2 separate regions of the Mus musculus genome follow, and region 1 is linked to region 2. The links are chromatin contacts, called in public Hi-C maps. All regions are on one chromosome and are shown on one strand. Each heading gives the region's core, a stretch centred on a gene start, on an enhancer-like site or on the middle of the called end of the contact. The rest is flanking DNA. Distances are from core to core; before and after follow the strand shown.

What was found. Hi-C and Micro-C count contacts between places; a contact is called where the count stands out from the background.
Region 1: a Hi-C map of the N1E-115 cell line shows a contact between it and region 2, with 4 times the contacts expected there. The contact joins two enhancer-like sites. A contact is called at or near these places in 5 of 484 Hi-C or Micro-C datasets (the N1E-115 cell line, cerebral cortex and cortical neurons) and 1 of 115 datasets of contacts at active chromatin or transcription factors (astrocytes).

The regions. Positions count from the first base shown.
Region 1 is chr9:112,048,047-112,055,259 of GRCm38.p6, reverse strand. No RefSeq gene overlaps it. Among named protein-coding and RNA genes, the nearest start is that of Gm51694, 36 kb to the left of the region's middle. Within about 2 kb of position 1,514, at least 5 of the 459 cell types and tissues checked have an H3K27ac peak or open chromatin away from gene starts, as enhancers often do. A contact at or near this core is called in the N1E-115 cell line, where this site is marked.
Region 2 is chr9:111,495,423-111,502,247 of GRCm38.p6, reverse strand. No RefSeq gene overlaps it. Among named protein-coding and RNA genes, the nearest start is that of Dclk3, 60 kb to the right of the region's middle. Within about 2 kb of position 4,982, at least 11 of the 459 cell types and tissues checked have an H3K27ac peak or open chromatin away from gene starts, as enhancers often do. A contact at or near this core is called in the N1E-115 cell line, where this site is marked.

The sequences.
Region 1 (7,213 bases), core at 265-2,764, 560 kb before region 2:
CACATTTTCAAATGAGATGTGGGAGCCAATTTCACCCCCCTCTGAAAGGAAAGGGAATTACTAAAGGTGCTTAATAGTAATGTAATAGAGAGCAATGGCCTGAGACTGGAAAAATAGGCCATTCAAATTGGACATTAAGAAAATTTCACTCGAAGCAAGGGCAATTATACAATGAAATAATTTCCTAGGGGAGAGGCAGTGAGATGCTTTTAAAGCAGTTGTTTAAGTGAGCACAGCTGAGAACCCCACAGCTGAGCCTGCCCGAAGATCATTTCATGATTGATTGCCTTGGCTGCCTGGATATTATCTGCCCTGGAGATTTACCTGACTCAGTTAGGCAACACCTTTCCTTCCCAGATGTAATAATCACAGGGATTGGTCACATCCACATCAGGGAGGGCCCTGCCGGGCTCAGGAAGACTCAGGATGCCTGCCGTCAAGTCTTTTCAATGCAAAATCCAAAGCTCTAAGATGATCCCAGGGAAAGGCAAGGGATTATGGTGCCTGCATTTGCAGCAAAGCTGTGTCGGGATAGTATTGTAGGATATTTTGGTGTGCCTGCATACATGGGAATGCAAATAGGTAATACTAGGAGCATCCATGCTGTCTTATATGAAATCTACTTTGATTGGCTACTGTGTCTATGTGCAATCTCATTTAAACGTTCTTGCAGAAGTAACTGATACATTTATTTTAGTCCCTATCAATCATTCTGTGTTAATAGCAAAAGGGGTGTAAGCCATAGCTAGTCCTTCGCGTCCCTATGTGACAGATCCTTTCCCTGCTGGCAGAAGTCCTAAATATTCTAGATCCTCACATGTAATGTGCTGGTTAGCTTTCACTCTTTGGTTTATCTTTCCATTTTCCCATTTTTATTATTTTGGCACCTGGACACGTTCTCTAATCATTTGGGCAAAGAGAACACCAATTGAGAAATTTTCTCCATCAGATGGATCTGTCAGCAAGTCTATTGGACATTTTCTTGATTAAAGATTGATACGGGAGGACCCAGCTTCCTGTGGGTGATGTCACCATAAACAAGTAGCCCTGGGTGGTCTAAGAAAGCAGGTTAAGCAAGCCATGAGGAGCAAGCCAGTAAGCTACACCCCTTCACAAACTGTCTACTTCAGTTCCTGCTTCACACACATTTAATAAAAATAAACAAGTCTTAAAGGAGGTAAACATTAAAAGTAATCATAGAGTGAATACTAAACTAAATTAAAATTTTCTTGCTGAGGAATGCTACAGTATTTACTAAGAGCACATGCTAGCACTGGGCTTCCCAGCAGCCGAAGTGAAAGGAGAAACTATGATGAACCACATGGAGCTTAGGCATAGCAGAGAGAACGACAGTTTCCTTGGGAAGAAAATGAACTCTATCTTGTAGTTCTTTGTGAGTGGTTGGTTATCTACGAAGAATTATCAGAAGTAAGGAATCACAGAGCTATTTCAACTCAGAGTCAGAGGATGAAGGACACCAGTCCCAAGGCAAGCATTAAACCACAGCTGATTATCCAGCCCATATAGTGTGTGGGAAGGAACAGAAAACAGAGAAACTGCATTCTGGAACACAGAAAGCACCCCTGGAGACCATGACAAAATTAATTTGTGAGATAAGGAAATGTAACGTGGTTAATGATGACGTCAAGGTGTCCCCGTTTCAAATAAGGAAACAGAGAATAAACAGGAGTTAAAAACCATCTTAGCCACAGAAGCTGACTGACTCTCCATGGACACAGTGCAGAGACATGTCGTGGGCAGGACGCTCTGCTCATTACAGGCACGGGCAACGTGGAGAAAAAACAGGATCTCTCCTCGCGTGGCCAAAATTCAATCAATATGCAACGTGCCCTTGACAGGAAGTACACAGTAAAATGAGTGTTGTCGCCAGTCAGGTGTGTTTTTTATAAACACTACGCAGATGTACTAGAGTTTTACAGATCTGCCTCGTGGCTGAGAACTAAGCACTGGGGTTTAGCTTTCGGGTGGAGTGAGTGTCTTCAGCTTCTACCGTTCCACTCATGCTGTTTCTTTTCTACTTTTAATTAATTATTTATTTTAAGAAACAACAATAATCAATTATTTAAAATTCTATTTATTTTACATCCCTATCTAAGCTTCCTCTCCCCCCTCCCTTTCTCCTCATTTCCCCTCTATCGCAGTCCTCCAGTCCTCTCTTTCTCCTCATTTCCCCTCTATCCCAGTCCTCCAGTCCTCTCTTTCTCCTCAGAAAAGGGGAACTCTCCCATGGATGTCAATCCCTCTTGCCATAACAAATTGCAGTAGGCTTAGGTACATCTTTTCCGATGGTGGCTACACAAGGCTGATCAGTTAGAGGAAAAGGATCCAAAATTCAGCAAACAGAACCAGAGACAGTCCCTGCTCCTGCTGTTAGGAGTCCCACATGAAGACCAAGCTGCATAACTGTTACATATGTGCAGAGGACCCAGGTCTGTCCTTGTCCATGCAAGCTCTCTGATTGGCAGTTCAGTCTCTGTGTTTGACACTTCAGTCTCTGTGGACCCCTATGATCCCTAGGTTTTCTTGTGCTGTCCTTGACCTCTCTGACTCCTTCAATCCTTCCCATCCTTTTCCACAGGATTTCCCAAGTTCTGCCTAATGTTTGGCTGTGGGTCTATGCATGTTTCCATCAGTTACTGGGTGAAGCCTCTCAGATGACAGTTATGCAGGCCACCTGTCTGCAAGCATAGCAGGATATCATTAATTGTGTAGTGGGTGGGCTCTCTCTCAAGGCATGAGTCTCAAGATGGGCCAGTCATTGGCTAGTTTTCCCTCAATTTCTGTTCCATCTTTACCTCTGCACCTCTTGTAGGCAGAAAAAATGGTGAGTTGAAGGTTTTGGCTCAGTTTGTGTCCCAATCCCTCCATTGGAAGTCTTAGGGACTTCATGAAACTGGAAAGCTTCTGTAAGGTAAAGGACACTATCAAAAGTATAAAACAGTTTCATGTGTTTTGCAAATTGTACCTTATATCTCGGGTATACTAAGTTTCTGGGCTAATATCCACTTATCAGTGAGTACATATCATTTGAGTTCTTTTGTGATTGTGTTACCTCACTCAGGATGATGCCCTCCAGGTCCATCCATTTGCCTAGGAATTTCATAAATTCATTCTTTTTAATAGCTGAGTAGTACTCCATTGTGTAAATGTACCACATTTTTTTGTATCCATTCCTCTGTTGAGGGGCATCTGGGTTCTTTCCAGTTTCTGGCTATTATAAATAAGGCTGCTATGAACATAGTGGAGCATGTGTCCTTCTCACCAGTTGGGACATCTTCTGGATATATGCCCAGAAGAGGTATTGCGGGATCCTCTGGTAGTACTATGTCCAATTTTCTGAGGAACTGACAGACTGATTTCCAGAGTGTGGACACTTTGTCCCTTCTTAGAACTGGAAACAATCACCCATGGAAGGAGTTACAGAGACAAAGTTTGGAGCTGAGACAAAAGGATGGACCATCTAGAGACTGCCATATTCAGAGATCCATCCCATAATTAGCCTCCAAACGATGACACCATTGCATACACTAGCAAGATTTTGCTGAAAGGACCCTGATATAGCTGTCTCTTGTGAGACTAGGCCAGGGCCTAGCAAACACATAAGTAGATGCTCACAGTCAGCTATTGGATGGAGCACAGGGCCCCCAATGGAGGAGCTAGAGAAAGTATCCAAGGAGCTAAAGGGATCTGCAACCCTATAGGTGGAACAACATTATGAACTAACCAGTACCCCGGAGCTCTTGACTCTAGCTGCATATGTATCAAAAGATGGCCTAGTCGGCCATCACTGGAAAGAGAGGCCCATTGGACATGCAAACTTTATATGCCCCAGTATAGGGGAGTGCCACGGCCAAAAAATGGGAATGGGTGGGTAGGGAAGTGGGGGGGGAAGGGTATGGGGGACTTTTGGGATAGCATTCTAAATGTAATTTAGGAAAATACGTAATAATAAAAAAGATTTTTAAAAAAGTATAAAACATTAGCCTACACAATGGGAAAAGATCTTCACCGACTCTTATCCAACCAAGGGCTCACATCCAAGATATATAAAGAACGCAAGAAACCAGACAGCAACGAACCAAATAACCTAATTAAAAATGGAATACACATCTAAACAGAGAGTTCTTAACAGAGGAATCGCTAATGGCTGAGAGGCACTTAAAGAAATGTTCAACAGCCTTAGTCATATACCCAAAAGATGCCCCACCATCCCACAAGGACACTTGCTCAGCTATGTTCATAGCAGCTTTATTAATAATTGTTCCTCAACTGAGAAATGGATTAAGAAAATGAGGTACATTTACACAGTGGGACATTACTCAGCTATTAAAAAACAATGACATCATGAAACATGCAGGCAAATGAATGGAACTAGAAAAGATCATCCTGAGTGAGGTAACCCAGATCCAGAAAGACAAACTAGTATGTACTTACTTATAGATGTATATTAGTCATAAAATAAAGGATCCAATCCACAGACCCAAGGAAGCTAAGTAACAAGGAGGGCCCAAGGAAGGATGCTTGAATCTCACTGAGTAGGGGAAATAAAATAGACATTAGAGTGGGGATATGGGTGGTTAGGGGGGCAAGAGGGATCTAATGCAGGAGATCGGGAGATACTAGGAGAGAGAACTGGAGTAGGTGATGTGACATCTCTGGGAAGAGCTAGAAATCTAGGACAATGGAAACTCTCAGGAATCTATTAGGGTGACCCAAGCAATGTGAAATTGGAACCTGTAAAGGACATCTCCACTCTTGCTATTTCTAATGGAACCAGTTGATCTATTCAGTTTCCTCCACGTCCTTATAACCATTCTCAAATCTCCCACCAGACAGTGTTCTGGCCATTCCCCTTATACTTGTCACAGTAGTGCCTGCAGCCTTTAACTCTGGTAGCTGGGGACTTTCACTGGGCACCATCATTCTAGAGAACCACCATCCTCAAGGTCACTCACTGATACACCTAGCTCTCTACTGCTCCTGCTATTTGCCAGCCTCTGTTGGTGTAATGATGGTGATATCTTCTCGCTAGCCCATCCTCATGAGCTACTATGATGGCTCAACTCTTTAATCCTCCCATGAAAGATACCTCCTGCAGGTGCTTTGTAACACACTTACTGCTAACCAGCCATCCCTTACCTGAGGTCCTCCTCCATCAGCTCCCTCTCACACACAGTAAAGGGAGTTTCCTCCTTCCTCATACCAATCACCATGTTCTCTAACAGACTCTCTGCTGAATGCCGGTCACATAAATACATGTCATTACCGGAGAGACCGAGAGACACGTGTCTGGGTAGAGAGCTACTTGGACACAATAACTCTACAATATGTAAACAGAAACACCAAACCTTTCCTGTGTCTTAAAATAAACTGAGGCTAAATGAAAAGATTACTAAGACTCCTTAGTTATGATGGAATTGACAGAAAAAGAAAAAGTTACAGTAACTGAAAATAAAAACCATAGCATAGTCACAGATATAGAATATTCAAATTTTAATTATCAGAGACTGGTAAATGATGCTTTATTGCAGCAACTGCAGCGATTCTGGAGAGATGAAGCCATAACTTGAGACATATTGCCAGGAATTCTCCAAAAGTGTATCCCCATATCCATGAGAAATTGTCATTGGCAGAAAAAAAAAATGAAATTTTAGGAACAGGATAAGGAAATTGTTTTATTAAATATAAAAAACATTTTCTAAGATTTTATGGTAAGTATAGAGTGTATATTTTTGGTAGAGCATTTACCCAGCATGTGTAAAACCCTAGTTTGATTCTTATAAACACACACACACACACACACACACACACACACACACACACACCAATGGAGTGGGGGGGCTTCACAGTGTCAACACATTAACAAAGTAATATATTCAAACAAATAAATTACAGCATCTAGAAACAGAAACATGTGAAAATGGTTCAGTACAAACTATAAAACCATTTACAAAAAGGAAAAAACAATGCTGAAACATTCTCTATGGAAAATAAAACTAGACCTCTACTCATCTCACAAGGTAGCCATAAAAAACCTTAAGGTAAAGTAAATCACAAATGAAAAATATCAAAGGAATGAAATGTCAGAAGAGTCATTAGTGGCATCCTCATGACCTCAAGGTGTATACTGAATTTTCTCGAAAACACATGGGATACCATAAAACAGAAATGTTAATGAATTTTGATCCCTATGAAATTTAAAATTTCTTTATAAAGTATCACCATGGCAAGATATAAAGAGAAGATTTTGTTAGGACATATGATATGCACACACACACACACACAGAAGCATATACTCATATCCACATGTCTATTAAAATATGTGAAGGATATTGGCACATCAACATGCTGTGATGACTTTGTGGATCCATCCTATCCACACGCTGAGAGTGTAGAGGAGATATGGAAAGATGGCTGGCTCTTCTCTGCTGGAAGCCCATTGCTGAGACAAATAGCCCACTCTTGTGGCAACAGCATGAATCTTCTGGAAGCCCATTGCTAAGATGAACAGTCTACTCTTGTGGCAACAGCATGAATCCCTAGGGCTATACCCTCATGAGCTGTCACTTTTGAGGGCCTCTGGCTGTCAGTATGGTTACACAGACTAAGTTTCAGCATGACTTGTACAGGACTGTCAAACCATAGTGGTGGTGGTGGTGGTCATCAATGTTGAAGAAAAGGACAGTTTTTCAGTTACAGATCTTTACCTTCACCACAAATAGTTTGGACAGCACAAGTGTTGGGTGATGACAGTTGGTCATTCAGGATTGGCGAGGGTGTAAAGAACCGTCCTTTGGGAAAAGAAGCTTAGGAAGCGCAAAATCAGCACATCGCAGGGCACCCCAGCCCCACCTACAGAAGTTTCTTGATTTCTGTGAATGTAACAGCATGTGTGCAGGAATGTTTAATGGGTAAACGAGCAGCCCAAATGCCAACTAGCAGGGAAATGGATAAATTACTACAGTATACAATGAAATATAATGCAACCGTAATGATTTTTTAAAAGCTGCGATTGCAGCCAGTGCAGAAAGCTGTCAAAAACCCTAAGTCTGTGAGGAAACACACAACTAGAGGATGAATATTTAAAATGTGATACTTGTATAAATTTGGAAACATTCAGAGTAACTCTACGTATGGCTCATAAATATGGATATACAGCACATATTTTAAAACATGCTCTAAAATATGCATG
Region 2 (6,825 bases), core at 3,733-6,232:
GGTTTTCATTATATTTTTATTTTATTATAATTGTATTGCATAGATGCATGCTATGGCAGGTATGTGGAGGTCAGAAGACAATTTATAGAAGTCGGTTCCCTCCTCCTTCTATCATTAGAGTCCTGAGGTTTGAACTCAAGTCATCATGTCTGGCAGCAAATGCTCTACCCACTGAGCCATTTTGCTAGTTCTTAAAGGAATGTGTTAAGCCCTAACTCTCACCTTGTCTTATAGCAGAAAGAGGTCTTTGGATTATCTGTAGCTACAGACCATTTCAGGGACTATGCAGAAACAGGAAGAGGTGCTCTGTAGACTAACTCTTGGTAGTGAACTTTTTTTTTCCAGAGGAAATCTTACGGAGAACATGGAAGAAGGACAGAAGTCTCAAACTTCCCCATTTGAGAGCTCAGAGGGAACTCCAGTCTATCCAGAAGCTCTTCTGAGAATTCCTACAATGCTACTGAGTTCAGAAGCATGTCACTAATAAAAGAAAGGCCATCAGATGCCAAGATGCCTTCAGCAGCCCGCTATCTGCCAAGTGGGCACACTGAGAGCCCTGTGACTCACTCAGGGTCTCGTGGACTCATCTCTGTCCTGTGGTAGGTCCTTCGGCTCTGGTGTTACAGTTTCACACGTGGGCCAGATGTTCCCTTCACAACCTGAAGCCAACGTTAAAGAGGTTGAGATGCAACCTCACCTAATCTTGGTCATTCCCCAAGTCCCACCTTCTGGGCCCACACCATGTATCAGTGTGGTGACAGGCTCCGTGATTGTTGATTTGTTGACACACTTCGTCATATGCCTCATGACATGTTACAATAGTTATTAACTAAACGTGGGGACAAGGCTCAACAAACCTCATGTCTCTTGTTTGCAATGTCCCTGGAGAAGCAAAGGAACAATGTGGCAAAACAAAACAAAACAAAACAAAAAAATCATGATTAGATGCTCAATATACTGAGGAGAAACCAGAGAATGTTATCAACCTCAGAGATCTACGGACGAATATCAGGCAGAAGGACATTTGTCAACTGCCTGAGTATTCGAGAATGAAACAGTCTGACATCTGTGATTTGTTTAAAAATTACCCAGCAGCTGGGGAGATGGTTTCGAAATTAAATGCTTGCCACGCAAACATCAGGGACCAGAGCTCAGCTCTGTAAATGTCTAATTCCAGCCTCAACAGGCAAAGACGGGGCTCCCCAGAGCAAGCTAGCTAGCAAGGCTAGTCATCTCAGTGAGCTCCGGGTTTGATTGAGAGGCCTTGCTTCAATGACTAAGTCGGAAAAGTAGTGGAGGATAAATCCAGACATCAGTCTGAAGCCTCACATGCAGGTGGACATATTCACACATGTGCTTACATTGTCATGCATCCACACACATGCAGAAACATACATGTAGACGCATAAATATACCCACACATACACACACACATGACAAAATTAGAGAAGAGAAAATAACAATAAAAATTAAAATCGCCCAACAAAGTAAAAGGTGGGGGAACAATACGACAAGAAACGGAAGATGTTACCAGCCATCGGGTCTAGGAGGTATGGGGGACACTCACTGTTCTTTCTGATGGGAGTGTGCCTGAAGTGTTCTGCTATCAAAGCCTGCTTGTAGTCGGTGCAAGGGTGTGACACCCACCTTAGACACAGCATATTCCCCCATTTAAATTTTTTATAAAAGCTAAGGGTCACCGCCACTGTGACCCTTACCAGGGTGATGAGGCAGCTCTCGGGTCCTGACTCTAAGGAAGTCCTGTGTAAAGCTGGGATAGAACAGAGCTGTGACTTCTTCCAGGCACCTGGAAGCTCTCCAGGAGTGGGGACAACAGGTGAAACCACGCTGAAAGAAAGCCAGGGCAGGACAGATGCTCCAAGCAAGCAGACTCCTGACTCATAAACACAGACTTCATTATCAGCTAATACAAGCCAATTCTCTTGCCTTTTAATCAGCTCCGGGTAAAGCAAAAAGACGCAGATCAATGTGGCTAGGCATCAGATATCGAACAGCGTAATGAGCGACGTGAGTAGCAGGACTGTGGGGTGGGACTTGGGAGCCTCCAGCGACTTGCTCCTCAGCGAGGTCCAAACATGACCAGGAGGATGACAATGACAGGGCAGGCTGTGTTTGTGATGACCGAGGCAGGAGCCCTGGCTTCGATGCTCCACGAGAGCCACTTTCCCTTTGCTCCCAGCATCAGGACAAAGAGCATTTGCTGAGCATTGCCTGGTGAGCCAGCTGCTGAGCCAGATAGTGGGTTCAGCACTGCCCCAGACTCATAGAGACTTCTCAGCTGTAGATAAGACCAGCAATCCCAAGAGATGACCAATAACGCAAGTTCAGAACAGAACTGCTGTTCTGAGAAAGAAGCTGGTACCAAGTCGGGGCATCTCAGAGGAAGCAGAACTTGTAATTTAGTGGTGAAGCAAGGGTAAGGTTGAAGAATACAAAATGTAGGGAGGGCTGGCTACCTGGAGCAAGCTGGGCATGCATAAGATGTATCTGCCTAGGAGGTGGAGGTTTCAGGATACTTTTGGAAGATAGCAGCAAGGAAGGTTCTAGAAGATGGTAAAAAAAATGACTTTAGGTGTGAGTGTCAAGCTAACAGTAACATCAAAGAGCCATTTTCTGATTAATGCGTAATTTCATTCATATGCACTATTGCATTTTGGGAACCAATTTCCTATATCTCCATCTGTCCATACTGTTTGCCCCGTCTTTGAACTTCCCCGAGTGTGGAATATATTCCTTGCTCCGTGGCTTTGAGGCCAGCTGTAAACTCGCTTTGACCACCAAGGGCGAGGCTGGAGATACAGGTTTGCATTGGGGCCTTACTTCTGTCGCTAAATACTGCAGTGACCGAGGTGTCCCAGCAGAGACTGCTGGCCCGTGGAGGATGCAGATCCTACCCAAGAGAGCCTTGGTCTCAGTGAGAGTTTCCTCAGTCACTGCAGCCAAGGCTGGACCACCCAGCCATGCCCCACTTTGATCAGCTAATCGCTGGCCATAACACATTCAGAGATTAATCCATGTATCTACATGTCCTGTCAATGCATGAGCTCAATAAATCTGTCTGTATGTACATGCTCCTGCACACGTGAGGGCAGATGTGCACATCTGTGTGTGGAGGTCAGAGGTCAATGTCAGGGAAGGTCTTCCTTAATCAGGTCCCATGAGAAAAGGACAAAACTGGCTCACAAAAAGTTGTTCCCTGGCTTTTATATGTGTTGTGGCATACACGTGTCTATACATGTACATTACACATACACAATAAAGCAATACAATTTTAAATGTGAAAAAAATTCTTTAGAAAGTAAATATTTCAAGCTCTCAAACTATGACACCTTAGACCACACATAAACACAACCTCCAAATCTAAATGTTTAGATTTTTTTAATTTGTATATTTATTGAATGTGTCTGTGTGCTTGGCCTATCTATATGTCTATGCATTGTATATGTCCAGTGTGTGAGGAGGCCAGAAGATGGTGTCAGATCCCCTGGAATGGAAGTTACACATGGTTGTGAGCCATCATGCCGGTACTGAGAATTGAACCTGGGCCTTCTAGAAGAGCAGTCCGTGATCTTGGAGCCATCTCTCCAACACAAAATCTCAACATTTCTAAGGTACTGCCATATGCAGGAATAAAAACATATTTTCATCATACAATGATTCGCTAACAATTTTTCAGCATGTGGAAACACAGCTCTAGGGTTGTGATCAATAGAATCGATGTTTTGGATATGTCTAGCTCATTTTAGTTTTCTAATCTTAAAATGTTGGCTGACCCTTAGCTATTTTTAAAGGTTGCAGCGGTACACGGGTCTCTTGTCTGTCAGCAGCTGCTATTAGGGGAAAAAAATGTACAATATGAGCAGTTCAATCTCAAGATCTTATCTCTTCCTTCATGCTGGCCAGTTCTAAGTTAGCCTGATCTAATCTTTTCCCGACCCAAGAATTGGGGCTGTGGGTGAGAGAAAGAGCGAGCAGTGGGGAGGGAAGAAGGGAGAGAGAAGAGATGGAAGAGAAAAGAAAAAAGTACAAGAGGAAAGAAGGAGAGAAAGACTGATGCTCTCGGGTTGATGTCCAAGCCCAACCTTCTTTTTCTATTTATCTATCTCAATTTCTATCTCACGCCCTCTCTCCTTTCCCTCCCTCTCTCAGAGAATAAGCACAAATAAACCCAAAGGACTCAAAGCCCTCAGGTGTGGCAGCCCTCGGGTGTGGCCGTAGCTTACAGCTGACTCCACATCACCCGCCTACCACCCTGCCAAAGAATCCCCAATAGCAAATGCAACCCAAACTTGTGCCCTACTGAACCCAGAAAATGTGTTTCCAAGAAGCAATTTGACAGATCCATCTTAACTTTGAGAACACGTCTCTCTGGCTTGCTCAGTGTCTATGGCAAAGCAGACATTTTTAAAATGCAAATAGCATGCTTGTACTTTTCTGTGAACTTCTGTTCCTAAGCTCCTTCTGCAGCCCCTCTCCAACCTTAATCATCCTTCCAACTGTAAGCCTTTTCTCGTGACAGCCCCTCCTCTGAAGTCCTCTTCACCTCTGACTCCAGCACTGCCCACCCTGGCCCCTGGTCCAGCCACCCTGGCTTTCACCCTGCCCTGGGATGGAATCAGGCTATGCCAGGGCCGAGCGCTGTAGAGGCTTTTTATCACCACAAGCAAGAACATCTTGTTCTGATGATACAGCCCTTATCTGTCAGACAGAAATATCCCGATTTGAGACATTAAACCCAGCAAGGCAGAAAATGAGAAAGATGCTAAGCCAGATTGTCAGAAAAGCATTCATCAGAAACCAATAATAGCTACAGTCCCTAGGGTACAAGGTCAGGAGCATGAGCAGCAAGGCATTGTTGTGCACAAGCAAAACTCTACCCTTCCTGATCCAAGCAATGCTACTTCCAAGGCCAGCCACGGCTCAGCGACTCACACGGGAAAGGTGGCCTGCAGTGCTGTATGCAGCGCCACCTGGTGGCTATTTAGTGAGCTGCCAGGCTGCCCAGCCTGAAGTCTATCAGGAACACTTACCTGTTCACCCTTGCTCATTTGTCAAGATGTCACCGGCCCTGGTAGTAAGGGAAAACTCAAAAAACCCTAGTTTAACTTCAAATAAAGTAATTTACTCAGCTTCTTGGCTAAGGTAGATTAAGTCTGAACTCCGGGGCAATAAAATGCTCACCATGCAAGCATTCAGATCTGAACTCAAGCCAAGAACCCCTTCTAAGGAGCTGCACGTGGTGGTGTGTACTTGTATCTCATCACTGAAGAGGTAAGAGCAGGTGGATCCTGGGGCCCATTAGCTGGCCAGCCTATGGGACCCCGGGTCAATTGAGAGGCCTTGTCTCAAATGACAAAGTAGACAGGACCTGAGGCTATCCTCTGGCTCCACACTCACCTGTACACACACACACACACACACACACACACACACACACACAGAGGCACACACAAACACACACACACACTTCAGATTCTTATTAGGATGTCCACAGAGATTCTTTACTTAGTTAAGGATAGGGCACTAGTATCTCCAGCTAGCGGTGTTCACAATAGCCATGATAATGTACAATCCTAACCAGGGTAATCCTGGCAGACAAGACAGGCACACTGTTCTGGAAAGTGCTCTGGAGTCTGCTTTAGTGTAGTCTACTTTGCCCACTTCAGAGCAGGCAAAGCAGGTCAGTAGGCTCTGCAGACCCACAGCTGGGAGGCTCGTTGTAAGCCTCTAGCTTTCTCTGCTCCCGGTTGCCTTTGTCTCCTTGGGTTCCTATAGGAGCTCTTTGGGTTCCTTGGCCTTTAGGATGTTTGGCAAAAAAAAAGATGAAGAACCAACTTGGGGGTCAAAGTTTGTCCTTTTCCTGCCTTAGCAATGAGGAGATACTGATGTCCCAGAGCTGGGGGAGGGGCTGCTGAGCGACAGTGCCAGGCAGAGTCACTGCTCTCAGGAGCATCTCTAAGGCTCTCAGGCATCAGGCAGTGAGACATGTGGAGGTCCTAAGACCTTAGGTAGTAACAGGGCAAAAAGAGCTAGGGACCCAGGAACCCAAATGCCAGGGCACCTGGCCTCACCAGATCCTGAGGTGCCCTAAGGGTGGACAATGGGGCAGTCTCAGCAGCTACCTATCCCTGGAAACAGAATGATCCCGGGTTCGTATAAAATAGAGACTGAGAACTACTTTTCACTCTTAAAAGAACAAATACAGAACATAGTCCAAAGGCTCAACAGTAGCCCGGCCTCCTGCCTGGAATGAGTGTGGATGACCCAATACTCCAGTGGGGTACACACCAATTACTCCAATACTGAGGTGGCTGAGGCTGGAGAATTACAAGTTTGACACCAACATGGCTATGTAACAAGACCTTGTCTCAAGCAAAACAGGAAGTTAATAAAATGCATCACCACCTCCTGCCCACTGCAATGCACCAGCAGCAAACTGCATCCTCCACCATCGAGCTCAGCCGCTGCGTCAGTGCGATTCCAAATGCCAGGAGCGCCACCTGCTGCTCAAATGTGGAAAGTCCAGTTTGTCCTTCATCAACATAATCAAGTTCTCTGTAAGATTTTTAAATGATTTGAGGGTGTTTGTTGTTTAAATAATCAAAAAAAAATGTTAACACAAATACACACCAAGTATCAAACTGATTATAGAGAAAATTGGATTCCAACGTAGGGTTTATTTTGCATTTTAGGGGATACTGGGAAATTCTGCCAGAGGTCAGCTAATGTCTTCGGAGGCATTCACATCAACAGAGGCCCAAGAATTCAGCTACATGCTTCACACTGGTCATAGAAATGGAGCGA